Regions from separate parts of the Ovis aries genome. Here region 2 is linked to region 1. The links are chromatin contacts, called in public Hi-C maps. All regions are on one chromosome and are shown on one strand. The core of a region is the stretch at or near the end of the contact, and the rest is flanking DNA. Distances in the headings are between cores, read along the strand shown. Region 1 overlaps COG5 (component of oligomeric golgi complex 5). Region 2 holds the start of CBLL1 (Cbl proto-oncogene like 1).

The links. A called contact is a pair of places that touch in the nucleus more often than the background predicts.
Region 2: a contact with region 1 is called in a Hi-C map of blood, with 2.8 times the contacts expected there. The contact joins the promoter of CBLL1 here to the enhancer-like site in region 1. A contact is called at or near these places in 2 of 16 Hi-C or Micro-C datasets (blood and tail adipose tissue).

The regions. Positions count from the first base shown.
Region 1 is chr4:50,015,755-50,022,804 of ARS-UI_Ramb_v3.0, reverse strand. The region is part of intron 6 of COG5 (component of oligomeric golgi complex 5); the gene reads left to right. Among named protein-coding and RNA genes, the nearest start is that of GPR22, 5.4 kb to the left of the region's middle. Within about 2 kb of position 5,639, at least 9 of the 54 cell types and tissues checked have an H3K27ac peak or open chromatin away from gene starts, as enhancers often do.
Region 2 is chr4:50,268,576-50,276,226 of ARS-UI_Ramb_v3.0, reverse strand. CBLL1 (Cbl proto-oncogene like 1) reads right to left here and starts at 1,561. Exons shown (of 6, transcript XM_042248533.2): 1 at 898-1,561. The coding sequence starts at 1,090.

The sequences.
Region 1 (7,050 bases), core at 4,390-6,889:
GAATAGTTAACATGACTTTCAAGTCATATATTCTCTGTGTCACCATATAGCTTTTACTTTTTAAATTAACGTTTATTTATATGCTTTATTTAGCTCTCTATAAGACAGTATTTCTAAGCTATACTCAGACTATTTTGAAAAAAACATAAAATTCTGGAATCTCTCTAAGACATAATGGCAGCAAGAAAGTTCAGGTCTAGACAACACTTTTTATTCCCTGTGACTTGTGGTTAGGGATACACAAGATACTGTAAGTAATAATTACTTCTTACTGCATACATTGCTTGGTATAGTTTTCTGTTTCTTATTTTATTTTTTGGCTGTGCCCCACAGCTTGTGGCATTTCAGTTCCTCTACCAGGGACTGAACTTGGGCCAAGATAGTGAAGGCCGAAATTGTAACCACTTAGCCACCAGGACTCTCCCCTATAGTTTTCTTTTTAAAAACCACAAATTGGTTTGGTGAATATAAGGTTCTCTGATTTCTTAGCAGAATAATTCTAAATTCCTTTGTTTTTAACAAAGAAGAAAATATCTAAACTCCTGGATTGAAAATCGGATTTATTTTTTTTATGAAAAAAAAAAAAAAAAGAACATCAAATATAAATGTCAGAATTTACAGGATTCTTTTTTCCGTAGAAACAGACTTTCACAGTTTTGTTTTTAATATTTTTTGTGTTCATGTAGGATACTAATTTTGAAAAATGCTGCAATTAGTGATTTAACACCAAATATAAAATCTGTAAAATTTTATAAAAATCATTTTATAGATTACTTAATTAGTTAATTAATAACCTTGGAAGGCAGTTTAACTTTCCTAATAGTGACTAAGCAACAGATATGAATCTAACCTTGAAATAGCTCTATTAAAATCCTTTTTCACAAATTGTATTTTTCTTTTGCTTAAAAGCATTTTGATTTTTATTTAGTTTAGGAATTAAAATTCCTGATATGAGGGTCTTTGGTTTCTAGTTTTATATATTTGCCTCCTTAAGTTTGGACAACTTTGAGTATGAGAGAGTAATTTACTGTTCACATTTAAACTTACTGTTCATATCAGATCATTCTTATCTAGCTCCTGTCTGGTTCTGATGCTGCAGAATTTTTGATGATTTTGAAATTATAAATAAAAAACTCAGTTTTGTGAAATGTTGGAATTAACCACAACTGACGGTGCTTTGAAACTGCAAAGTATGTATGCAGTGGGCTGTGCTCAGTCGCTTCAGTTGTGTCTGACTCTTTGCAACCTATGGACTGTTGCCCGCCAGGCTCCTCTGTCCATGGGATTCTCCAGGCATGAATACTGGCGTGGATTGCCATGCCCTCCTCCAGGGATCTTCCCAACCCAGGAGTTGAACCCATATCTCTGATGTCTCCTGCATTGTAGGCAGTTTCTTTACCCACTGAGCCACCTGGGAAACCCATTAGCACACTAAGACCCCCTAAACCTTATTCCCATTTGCTCATGGTATCAAAATGTAGAGAAGCAAACCTACAGATGTGTCTCCTGACTACCTTCATAAGGCATGTAACTGGCCTGTTATCAACTACACACCAGCCTCCTGAATGCATGGTTTCTCCAGCCTTGCAGAGCCCCTTAAACTGCTGCTGTTAGCAACACATGCAGTAAGCAAGGGCACTGGTATAAAGACAAACGCTAATTGAATAGAGTCAGAGCAGCATTTCACATACTTCATCAAGCGCAAGATATGAAGTAAGTGAAGAACAGAACCTGGAGAAATCATGTCCTAGAACAGGGCTGGTAGGCACTGCAAGTGGGCTGTGCAGTAGTGTCCTGTGCACTAGCAGAAAGTGAAGAGATGCACACCATACCATGTTTCTACTAAGAAATGAGAAGAATGGGGTCTGACAGGAAAGCATTCTATCCCTAAATAAAAACAGCATGGTACATGGACTCTGAATGCATATTTATGGTGTAAAAGAATTTCAGTTCTCTGATTTCATAAAGCAAAAATCTCAAGTCTTTGTGATTGAGTTTCAGATTAACTGGCACTTTATTTTTCTTAAAACTTAAACATTGTCAGTTTGAGAAGAAATCCACTGTGATATATAGATCTCTCCATTTTAATTCTAGGGTTTCTTCTTTTGATCCTTGGTAAAATTTTTCATCCAAGAACAGAATAGATACTTGCTGCTGCTGCTGCTGCTGCTAAGTCGCTTCAATCGTGTCTGACTCTGTGTGACCCCAGAGACAGCAGCCCACCAGGCTCCCCCGGCCCTGGGATTCTCCAGGCAAGAACACTGGAGTGGGTTGCCATTTCCTTCTCCAATGCACTTATATATATTTAAAAACATGAACCACTAGAGAATGAAATAGGAAATCAAGAAAGATTTAAGTTTTGGCGGCCCTTGATTTTTTAAAAAATTCTTTAAAGACTGTAGCAGAATAAAAGGATCACAGGCTCTGAGTCTCCTAGAGATTACAAGTGATGAAACTAAAAACTAACAAACAAATCTGTGTTCTCAAACAGATAACCTCAATTCCGTGCCCTCCCCTACAGTAAAAAAACATGAATACCTTTAGTAGCAGTTCAGAATTCATCTTTTATCCTACCTGCCCCATCAGTGGAAGTTTAATGTCAAGATTTTTTTAGACATCCATATGTTTGTATATAGAATATAAACTTGGATTAGATGACATCTGATTTTTTTTTAATTCAGGTAAAGAAAGAAGCAATAACTTTTAACTAAAACCTTCTACATTTTTTGATTGCCATTCAACTTGCTACCATTTAGCAAAAAGCAAAATTTTCATAGTGTTTACCTCAAATCTTATTGCTTTACAACTGTGGCATACGCTCCATTAAAAATAAAAAGATGAAGCAGTCAATCCAGTGATTAATTTAACATGGCTTTCATTGAGAAAAGGGGGAGAGGGACAAGGTGATCATAACAAAGAGGAGACCAGTAGACAAAAAAGGTGAATTAAACACACAATGGTTTTCTTTAAGAAAAAAGAAGAAGAAAATATTATTTTCAACAAGAGGGGAAAAAAGCATTGAAAGCACATGAGTCAAACCATATTCTATCTTAAGTAGCTTTTCTTTGTTTTTCCCTCTTTTTTTTTCTTTTTCCTTTTCTCTCTTTCTCTCTGTTTTTAAAAATAAAATCTCTCCCCAAACCATCATCACTTTTAATATTCCCCAGACTGGGCTTCATCTTCAGACCCTTCATCCCTGGATTTTTCAGGTGGAGGGCTTGAAGATGTTTTCTTTTCCAGAGGACTTTCTGGTTCCTCATCTTCTTTGGGAAGAGGAGTCTTTTCCTTTGAGCATTTGAAGCTATGGGGCGACCCACTTTCCCCTTGCCTTTCACAGGACTTGGTGTCACTGTGGCCTTTATTTATGTATGCAGTAGCAGTTTCTAACTGCTGAAAAATCACTTTTAAGTTGTATTGTTTCAAGGGTACTTTTCAGCGAATACTTACTTAATGTGGCTAACTCTCAAGTCTCCAGTATTGGAGGCCAAGGTAGAAAGAATTATTTCAGTATACAGCTAATTCAAAATTTTCATTTGGCTTCTCAACTTTAAATTTCTTTCACAACAAATGTTTTATCAGAAAAATAGAAATAGACCATCTGCTGAAAACTCCCCATCAAATGAGGAGTAACCAGGGTAGTAGAAAGTCAACAATATTGGTGATTCATTACTTACAAAGGAGGATAATTGAAAACTGATTATAATCGAATAAAGTATGCATCAGAATTATATACCTGAACTGAAAAACTCCACAAAGCCTTCTTTCCCATCCTTCCCTACCTCACCTAAGTTGGGCATTTCAATTTTTCGTTTTTATTTTTCACAATATGTAATTGTAAGTCATTTGCCAGCATCTATTATAAAAACAAATATGTGGCATTTCTTTTTTGTCTTTCTCATCCAAACCTTGATTTTGGACCCTGCGATTATTACTACTTTTTAATCTCCGTCTGTTGTCCTACTGTTGGCATGTTGTTCTGGAGGCCTTGTCCAAATCATTACCACCCCGACCCAGTTTTCTGGCTGACTCTTTTCACTGCCTGTATCCCTTTTTGCCTCTTGAAATATTATGGATTTTGTTGACATTTTCTCTTATATTTCAACCAGAGAATTACACAAACATATTTGTGCTTTTTTTCACTTTGGTTTCTTTTTTTTTTCCCTGTTGCTGCTTCACATATTCTTGTAATTCTGTAGGTTATACAGAATCAAATTCATTTCTGTGTTCTGAAACCAAGTCAGCTGATTAACTAGATGCTATATTTAGCAAAGCTATGGCAGATCCCCTCTTCTGTTCTGCAATGGGTCCTTTGCTTATTTCTTCTTCTTCTTTTTTTTTTTTTTTTTAGTATGGAGAAATGTAGTTATTTTTTGTATATTGACCTTGTGTCCTGCAAATTTACTAAACTCATATGTTAGTCTTGAGAAATTATTTTGTGAATTGCATGCTATTTTCTATACAGACAGTTAACGTCATTTGCAAATAGAGAAAGTTGACTCCCTTTTGAACCATGTATAACTTTTATTTCTTATCTTGCCTTATGCTGTATAGGGCATCTGTTACTAGATTTTATTAAAGTATATTAGGAGAAAGAATCTGCCATGGGCTCTGAGCATTCCTGAAGGTCCTAGGACATGCTGGTGTTGCTGGGCATACTAAGAATGAAAAGACCTGACTGTTGTTTCCTTGATCCATTTCTCAGAGATCAAGAAGTTGTGTTTGAAGCTAGCATCCTTAAGTGATGCAATAATAACTCCGCAAAGAGCAGACTTTCTTCTGCTTGTTATAAAAACGGTAAATTGTCCAGCTTAGTGTTCTTTGGCTGTGATGCAATCCCACTGTGTCCAGAGTATCTGCCTAGGCTTCTCTGTCAGGAAGACTTGGATGGGAAGGTGAACTGTCAGTGACATATCCCTCATGCTGCTTGCTGTGTTTTGAGTCCTTTGTGTCTGATCCAGGCATCTTAAGTTTTCTGCCAGCATACATGACAGAAACAAGCTAGCTTTCATAGCTTGCAAATAGGGTAAAATCTAGACCCTTCATGATTTTTGACAATTTTGGGAACAAGAGCATAATGACTGAAACATGGCTTCCTACAAAAGAGAAGACAAGGGCCCCTGTGGGCTGGTTTAGAGAGTATGAGATCTGATAGCACATGCTCTTGTTTAAGTGGTGGGCTAGGCACTACTGTATTACCTGTTAAGGAGTCTTTAGAGGCTAAGCAGTGAGAGAACTAAACAAAGCTGCCCAAATGGTCCTTTGTTTTTTGCTCAGGCTCTAAGCTGTAGGAAGAAAGAATATCATTATATCAGTGAGGCAGCAAGCCTCTTGGCCTAGACAAAAGGCAATATAGCTGTAGCTGCTGATTAAGGGCTCCCTAAAGCTAAAATAAAGGGTGCCAGCAATGAGAACAGAGCTTTGGGTAAACGTAATACATTTTAAGTTCATTTGTTGAGTCTAGGTAGGCAGCCACTTGAAATTGAATGTAGCTGTGAAGTCTTAGGGGGCAGAGCTACTTCTTCCCTTTGTGCCCTTCGATTCGTCTCCCCCCTCGACTCCAACCTCAGCTGCTTAAAGTAGACACCAAGTGTGGCAGGGACCTCAGGGAGAGGGGAGAGACTCAAACTTTTATAGCTCTGTTGGATAGAGGTGCCCAAGCACTTTCCAACCCGGTCCTGTGGGGGAGAAAGTACAGTAGGTGGCGGGGAGGCTGAAAGCACTGAGAACTGCAGGGTGGAGCTGTCGCAGTGTGCACATGGGCAAATTGACAGCCCCTAGGCTCAGGGGCTTAAAAGAGTTTTGAGGTAGGTGGGAGGAGGCGGCATTGACTCTGGGGTGAGGAGCCAAGCAGAAGAAAAGCCTCCTACCAGCTCAGCTGCTTCTATAAGCTGGCTTCCTCCACTGCCCTGTACTCCGCCTGCTCCTGGTCAGAAGGTAATGTCTCCTGGCAGCTGAGGCTCTAGTCTCTTTTGTGTATGTGTTTAATTCCTTGGTTTGTGTTCCTGCACAGTGCTGAGTATGCGTGGGCGGGGTGGTGGTGGTGGTGGTGGTGCACAGCGACACTCAAATTGAAGAAAAGCTAAAGTGTGGGTGGAGCCTCTGGTCTTGTTTAGTGTATGTTGTTCTGGCTTCCTGTGCCAAATGTGTATTTGGTATTAACATTTTTCACATTCTGCTGTTGTGAGTGTTCATAAATTCATAGGAGATTGACCCATTCATGGACTCGTGCATGATGCCCTCCCTGGTGATCTGGCACAATGTATCATCCTAGGGGGAAAGAAAAAAACCTTAGCTTTAGTTTAAGAATTTGAGGCTGCTAAAGTGCTCAGGCCATTTCTTAGCACAGCAGTGCCACCTGCCTTACCCAGCTGCCAAGTACACCTCTTTTGAGCAGTCTTACTGCTTAAGGTCTTGTTAAAACCAGACACTTGACCCATAGTTGCCTTGTGACTCTCTGGTCCACTGTCACCATTTGGGGTTAGGTTAACTCAGACTTGACAGCTAACAAGGAAAGGGTCCAATAGACTTAACGGAAAGAAACAAATGAAAGTGGTTTGTTCAAGGGTGCAGCTGGCCTGGGCTTAGTGTACTTCTGGTTTTACATAAAGGAATAGAAGTGAACCCTTTTGGGGGAAACCTTTTCTTTCATTCCACCACCTGAAGCAAAGCACTGGTTCCCTGGGGCCCTTAATGCACAGAAGTTCCTGTAAGTGCCTGGGCCTGGCTCCCTGAAGGTTTGGCCGAGCTGTAAGCTGATGATTCTCATCGTGCTGCTGCGGCTGTTTAACCTCAGTGCCAGCTCTGGAAAACAGACTGGATATGGCCCCCTGTTCCACTCTCACAGCTCTGGCCAGTGCTCCTCTTGATTAACACTGTGTTTTTACTGACTCACAGGCTACTGCCTATAGCATAGCTTTCATAGCACCACTTGGAAGATAGGTTAAAAGCATCTTTCTTCGGGACTGCAAACTGTGGAAACAAATTGCAACCACCAGTCAGTTTTGGTCACTGGAGTGTGTACATCCCAATAGCTGTCATTTCCACTTGGAT
Region 2 (7,651 bases), core at 312-2,811, 260 kb before region 1:
CTGTTTTTACTAAACCAAGCCACCATCACTAAACCAAGCTTCCCTTCTGGTCTATTGCAATCACTTCCTAAATTTTCTATTTATCTTGCCTCCTTCTCTTACACCATTCTTCATACAACAACCTGTTACACTTTAAAAACAGATTATGTTCCTCCTCTACTTCTGTTCAATGGCTTCATATTGCACTTAAAATTACACTCAAATCTTTTCCATGGACTTCAAAGTCTTGCACCACCCGAGTCCTGTCTTCCTTACCAATCTTATCTTAGGGCTCTTTCCCTCTATGTAAGTGCAGCTGATTGGTTTTCTCTACATTTTCCTCCCTCAGAGTCTTAGTACCTGTTATAAACACTTTCCACTTGATTTATGCCAAGCTGGATTCCTCTCATCCATCAGATCACAGCTTACAAATGTTACTTTCCTAAAAAGACTCTTCCTGACCACCGTCTCTGAAGCTTCTACCTTCCACAGCCCCATATGTCTTCTTCAAAGCCCTCATAATAATCTGTATTTCTAAACACTTGTTCATTGTGGTTTTCCCAATAGAACGTAACTTCCCTGAGGACAGGGACTCAGTTCACCTTGTTTATTATTCCACCTCCAAGCCTAGAAGAATATGTGTATATACATATGTGTATGTGTGTGTGTGTATACATACACACATAACGTGCGTGTGTGTGTGTATATATATATATATGAAATTAGGTAGACAGTTGATGACTGAGGAATCCTAACTAATACGTGATACTGGAAAAAAGCCTTTTATCACCCTACTAGTAATACAGCTGATAAACTGAACGGAGCAGTATCTAACTCCAAATGCACTCATTCAACATCCAAAAACTGCAAGGGAGCAAAAGACAAAAAACACTTAAGAAAGAATGGAGCCATTCTTACTTGGAGAAAGTGATGAGAATATCTTGATTTTAAGCTCAAGACTGGTGGTTAAGGACCACAGATGAAGCGCGGGGCATGCTACAGGCTTAAGCAGAAAAGCTGCTCCCGGTATCATTCCAAAAACCGTATCCGACTCCCTTCTCCCACCTCTAGTCCAAGAAACACCGGAGAGACAACGACAGGCAGTGACCATCGCAGCACCCGCCCAAAGCTGACTGAAACAGCAGGAAGTCTCTAACCCACCCTAGCACATCGACTCGCAGCGTAATGACACTTCCCAGACTCTCTACCCGCCAGTCCCCATAACGTAGGGCAGAGCACCCAAAATGAGGGGGAAACTGCCGGCGCTCTCTCCTCTACGCGAAGCCCGCGCCCCCCCGCGGTGCCGGCTCCGGGCTCAGAAGGAGCTGCCGTTGCCGGCACCGAGGCTGTAGGTACCACATCGGAGGGTAGGCCAGGAAGTAGCAGGCCCTGGCCGGAGACGGGAAGAGGGTCTGTGAGATTCCTTCCTCGCCGCCACACCCCAGTGCTGTAAGGCGAATGTAACCCCTCTATGTTCGCTGGGCGACCAGTCCCAGGCCGGCCAAGGGGGCATGGAACCTGGACCCCCACTGCCTCCGCCTCCTTACCAGTGTGATCCATGATTCGACTCGCAGGGCACAGTGGGAGCGGAAGTCAACCGCGCCGGAGTCGCAGGGAGCGCGTGCGCGGTACCTTCCGGAGCCCGGGAGGCGGAAGTGTGATCAGGTGGAACCAGGTTGGTTCCCTCCAAAAATTCCCTTCTCTTGCGTCCGCTAGCCGACTCCGGTGAGGGAGTCAGGCTCAGTTCGGGCAGAGAGAGAAAAAGCGAGTACGCGGGGAGCGTCAGTGTAGAGGCTGCTAAGGGTTCCTCTCATGTGCTTCCAGAGGAAGTAGCCTTTTAATGTGGAGCGGAGACTGCCGGGAACGGGGGAGGGGGAGAGCTGGTAGTAGCCGGAGGACTAAGCTCGCGGCAGGTAAGGCAGCCGCCGCGCCCCGCCCCCCCGCTCCCCCCGACCCCGCGCGGAGCTTTGCCTTCTGGGACTTGTAGTGCGCCGGGACCCTGGTGCCGACCTAGCCCAACTGCGCAGGCTCAGCCGTTGGGCTGTCCCACCCCGGCGGGCGGAGTAACGGTTTGGAATCCCCCAGAGTCCGCGAGCGACGTTCTCCAGCACCCCCGGTCCAGGAAGAGTGTAAACACGCGCGCTCCGGAAAGCGTCCTCCAGCGGGAGGTTGCCTAGGGGACGGTTGAGCTGTGTAAGGCTCCCAGCTAGAGGGAAAAGCTCTGTGCATATATATCTACATTTTGCTTTGTCGTGATGAGCTGCACAGACCCACGCAGAAGCCGACTTGGGTATCTACCCCGGTTCCCATCTCAAGTTGCTAACAGCTGAAACCCATTTCTAACGCTTGATTAGCATTCATTTTCTAGGGAAACCTCCCCCTCCCCCTAGAACACCTGTCCTAAGGAGCGTACGCGGGGCCAGGTGGAGGACGGATGCAGCGTAGCCGCCTCTTATAAAGGTCAGCGGGGACTCCAGTGCGGAGTAGAGCTGAGGATGGGAAGAGGTTAGGGCTGGCCGCGATGGAGCTGTGAAAAAGGGGAAAGGCCTAAAATGAAAAGACAAGTTACCGCCACGGGCAGTACCTAGTTCCAGTTCTTGGTCCCAAGGGTTGGTGGTTGCTGCAGCTTTCATCGTCCTCAGCCGAAACAAAAGACAAGTGCCAAAGAGTGATTCCTGAGGACCTTCCGGGCCGTCTCCACCTCGCGACCCTGGCGCATGTGTCTACTCCCTTCTCCAGCCCTTCACACTTGATGCTCTCGAATGAGTAGAAAGGAGCACAATTAGTGGAAAACACAAGCTGGGGAGTCAAGGGATTTGGGTTCTATTCTTGTCGTCCCTCGGTGACGACATCATTACCTTGTGTTATGCACGCTTTCAGTGCCAGAGTTCCTAGATCAATTAAAGATTATTGTGTCGACCTCTTAGAGAAGCGGCTTCATGGTGCTGAATTCGGAGTCAAGTATGTGTAGTGATGTGCTCCATCTGTATAGTTAACCAGTGAGAGCTTGGAATAATATGATGAGTAATACTGTAAGTGTTCTGTGTTATTTGGTGAATGTTTTGGTGGGATCTTTTAAAAGACACCGTTTGTGCAGTTTTATAAACAAGTTTTTAGGTGCATTCACAACTAAGGACAATTGTGATTCAGAGTTACACTTGCTTTTGTTAAAATGTAAGTTTCTGTATCCCTAAGTCGTTTTCAAGATGCTTTCAATTGCTGGGCATTTTTTGTGTTTCGCGAGTTGGGGGAAACAACCTTTCTTCCATAGCTCCTTGTTTCTCTAAATACAATATTGATATGAAAATCAAGCATTTTCCACCAATTTTGTGTGTAAAAGAAAAGTAGTTGTCACCTAGAAAGTGTTTTGTTTTTTAAATTTTTTCGATCTTCATATTTAGCCATCAACCATCCTTCAGAGGAGGTCAGTTGCATTCAGGGTGGTATGGCCGTAGACTCAGCCGTACTTCAGATTGATGCAGATGCAGGTTCAGAGTAATAATATTAGTGTCTGCTGATGCTATTTAAAGAATTAGAATTTTTTAAAATGTCTTCAAACTGTGTTTTATGTAATTTAATATGTAAGTCAGAAGTTATGTCAACATTTTATGGTGCATCAAGTTATGAAAATTTACTAAAAGGAAACTTACATGTTTAGATTTCTTATTGCTAAAATGTTAGGTAAACATTTATTTGATTTGACCTCGTGCTTTTATGCATTTCTATAGCATCTGTGCTCTATATTCACTTTTCCCTTAACTATAACCTCACTTTACTAGTACAGTGGCAATATGACAAATTAATTTCTTCCTCTAAAATGATCAGAGAAACTGTATATAACATTTTATTACTGCCCTCTGGTATCCGTTGTTGTTAACATTTGTGCTGTAAGCAGTCACAATTTTACTGAAAGTCAACATTTATACTTAATTTATAGCTTGGTACTATCCTAAGGTTTATAAAAATGAAACATCATGGTAATGGACAATCAGAAGCACTAAGGTGTATATCATATTTTCATCTTATTGACAGACATCTGCTAGTCAGTGCTCTTCAAGGTGTTTTGATGACCTTGCATCTAAATACACAGCACTATTTACTTACAAAAAAAAAAAGGATGTGTGTCAGAGAGCTTGAGATTCCTCAATGCCAGATCAAGGGCAATAACTTTCATTTCTTTAATGCTTTCTTTTTTTCCCCCCCTCACTGCATGTCTTATGGAATCTTAGTTCTGGAACCACATATCAAATCCTGCCCCCTGCGGTGGAAATGCCAAGTCTTAACCACTGGAGCACCAGTGAGGGCCCTCCTTAATGCTCTTTTAATCGTAACACTGTAGTGCCTAAGACCACAGAAGGAAGAAAACATATAAATAATGGTTCCTATATGCAGAACCATATAGCCTAGCATTTATAGAAATAATTAAAAACATGGAATTACATTCTGTGTCTTTCAGGAGAATGCAGTGCTGCCTACATTCAGAGAAAATTATGAGCTGAGGGCAGTTAGGTAGACTGACTTTATCTTGATGAACAGGATAGCATTTGAAGGTGAGAGAAATGAAAGAGGCACATCAAACCAGAAAGCAAGGTCACAGATGTCATAACTTCTATAGAGAACAGGGATCAGCTTCATTTTGGTCCATGTTTGGGAATACTGAAAAATAAGGTTTGATTATAGAGAACCTTGAAAAGAAGATTTCAGAGTAACAGTTCAGAAAGAGTATATAGACAAAACCTAGCATGTTGTGTTTATAAAAAGAACACAATTCAGCAAGGTAGATTCAGAAACAATGAGCAGATCTTAAGTGTGCGTAGGAGGAAGTCAGTGCTATTAACCTGTAAGAACAATTGACCAGGAAGCCTGAGACTCCCTGTGATGGCCAAAATGCCGGCAAGTGTGAGTGATCTGTTAATAAGAGAACCGATCAGGACACTGTCCACTAAACGTGAACAAGTTTGATAAGTAGATATGAATAGGAAAGGTAGTGGACTATAGTGATAGATATATCGACTTGGACGTTAAAAACTGGGTTCTAAGCCCAACACAGCTGTAAGACTTTACACAGATTACCTAATCTCGTGGCTGGCTGACTTCATTTATAAAGTGGGAATGGTAATAGTACCTACCTGTAGGACTATTTTGAGAATTAAATATTGCTTTCTATCTAAAGCAGTTAGTACCTACTGGCACCCAGTAAGCCCTCATAAAATGATAGTTTTTATTACCAGAGTAGTTACTATATTCATTGCTTCATGAGGTGATTAAGTGAGATAACAATATAGCACCTGGCCCATTATTAAATTAGTGTTAAATGTTAGCTGCAATTTCATTATTGCCTGTAAATATGGATTGGAGATAGGTTTTGACAATAAGGTCAGTAGGGCAGTTTTACACCTCCTAGCCTACTGATGCACACACCAAGCAAGCCTGATGTTTAGCCAAGGCTCTTTGACTTTTGTTTATTGGAGTAAATTGAGTGATCGGCCTTCAAGCGTCATTAGCAGACTTAACTAACTCCAGCCTTTCATGGTTCCAGCTTTCTCCTCTCCCTACCAGCTGCTGAAATGGCCCAAACATGTTACCACAGCTGAGCCTTAGTAAGTATGGCCCCCAGCTTTCCAAAAACTATCAAAAACTGGGCAAGAGACAGATTTGGGGAGTAAGAAGGAAGCAAGACTACAAGGACTGAACATTACTGATTGAAGGCACTTCCCCACTCTGTCCTTTGAAGCCTGGCGATGTATTTACCCATTTGGATAGGAACGTTTGTTCTAGAGAATCTCTGCAGCCTTCCTTCTCTTCTGAGGACACTTTTGCAGTGGATATCCTTTCAGCTTATAGGCCTGCTCCTCCCAACCGCTCCTCTACTAAAAGATTCTTGTCTTTTTTTCTCTCCATGTCTCTGTTCGGCTCACACCTAAAAGAATGTTCAGCGGTTTTACACTACTCTGAGCAAACAGTGTGTCATACTAGTACATGGAAACAGTTTTTTGACCGTAGATTTAACACCCACCTGTCCCTCAGTTGAGAAAAATACTAGGCCTGAATTTGTAGTTCTTACTCCCACCTTAAAACCTACCTACCCATCAAGGCTTCTGTTCATGTGCCATTTTCCCCATCAAGGCTTCTCTGACTCATGCTTCCAATAGATAATATATGTAGTAGAGAAAGAACATGAGCTTTGGGATGAGGCAAAATGGGGTTCAAATCTCAGCTCTTGCTGTGTGATATTGGAAGATTACTCAAGCTCAGTTTCTATGTCAGTAAAATGGTGACAGTAACATTCCTTGCAGAACTGGTCTGAAGATCATAGGAGATCCATCTGTGAAGGCTTCTTATTGCTTGCTAAATAACAGGCCCTCAATAAATGTTTATTTCCTTTATTCCTCTCGGTAATTACTGCTCTTTCAGATCTATGTTTAGGACATCGCTGTCTTAATTCATACTTTAGAAACATTTTATCCAAGTATGCCCCTAGAAGATAGCATCCATTAGTAGTTCATATTTGTATAATATACAGTATTTAGCAGAAGGCACAAAAGTATTTGTTGACTTACTGAAGAATGCCATCAAACATAATATGAGCCTGTCAAAAAAAATTTAAACTTTTGACCACAAATGGATATGGCAAACAACTGGATAAAACCTTGCAATAAAAAAACAACTGCAATAGAATGGCAATGACCACAAGAATTGTAAAGAATTAGTGACAATTTATTATACCAATTTTCACAGTTCATTCAATAAAATGAGCAAAGAACATTTAATTCCAGAAGACAACAACCCATGTCTGCCAACATGAAGAAACTCAAGCAGTATAGCGAGCCTGAGGTTTTCTTGAGTGAGAAAAAAATATATTAAATAGTAATGCATATATGTGGAATCTAGAAAAGTGGTACAGTTAAACCTATTTGCAAAGCAAAAATAGATACGTAGATGAAGAGTACAAACATAAACACCGGGGTTGGGGGAGGGGGAATGAACTGGGAGATTGGGTTGACATATATATACTATTGATTCTATGTATAAAGTAGATAACTCGGGAGAAACCACTGCGTGGCACAGGGAACTCCGTTCTATGCTCAGTGGTGACCTGAATGAGAAGGAAATCCAAAAAAGAGGGGATATATGTATTCATATAGCTGATTCACTTTGCTGTATACCAGAAACTAATGCAACATTGTAAAGCAACTATACTCCAATAAAAATTTAAAAAAAACAAAACTGTGTAGGTGTGTGCTTGTTTAAACGTATACATGCTTTGTTGTTCAGTTGCTAAGTCATGTCTAACTCTTTGCAACCCTGTGGACTGCAGCACACCAGGCTTCCCTGTCCTTCACTATCTCCCAGAGTTTGCTCAAACTCATATCCATTGAGTCAATGATGCCATCCAGCCATCTCATCCTCTGTCGTCCCCTTCTGCCCTCAATCTTTCCCAGCATTGGGGTCTTTTTCCAATGAGTCAGCTCTCCACACCAGGTAGCCAAAGTATTGGAGCTTCAGCTTCAGTATCAGTCCTTCCAATGAATATTCAAGGTTAGTTTCCTTTAGGATTGACTGGTTTGATCTCCTTGCTGTTCAAGGGACTCTAAAGAGTCCTCTCCAGCACCACAGTTCAAAAGCAACAATTCTTTGGCACTCTGCCTTGTTTCTGGTCCAGCTCTCACAT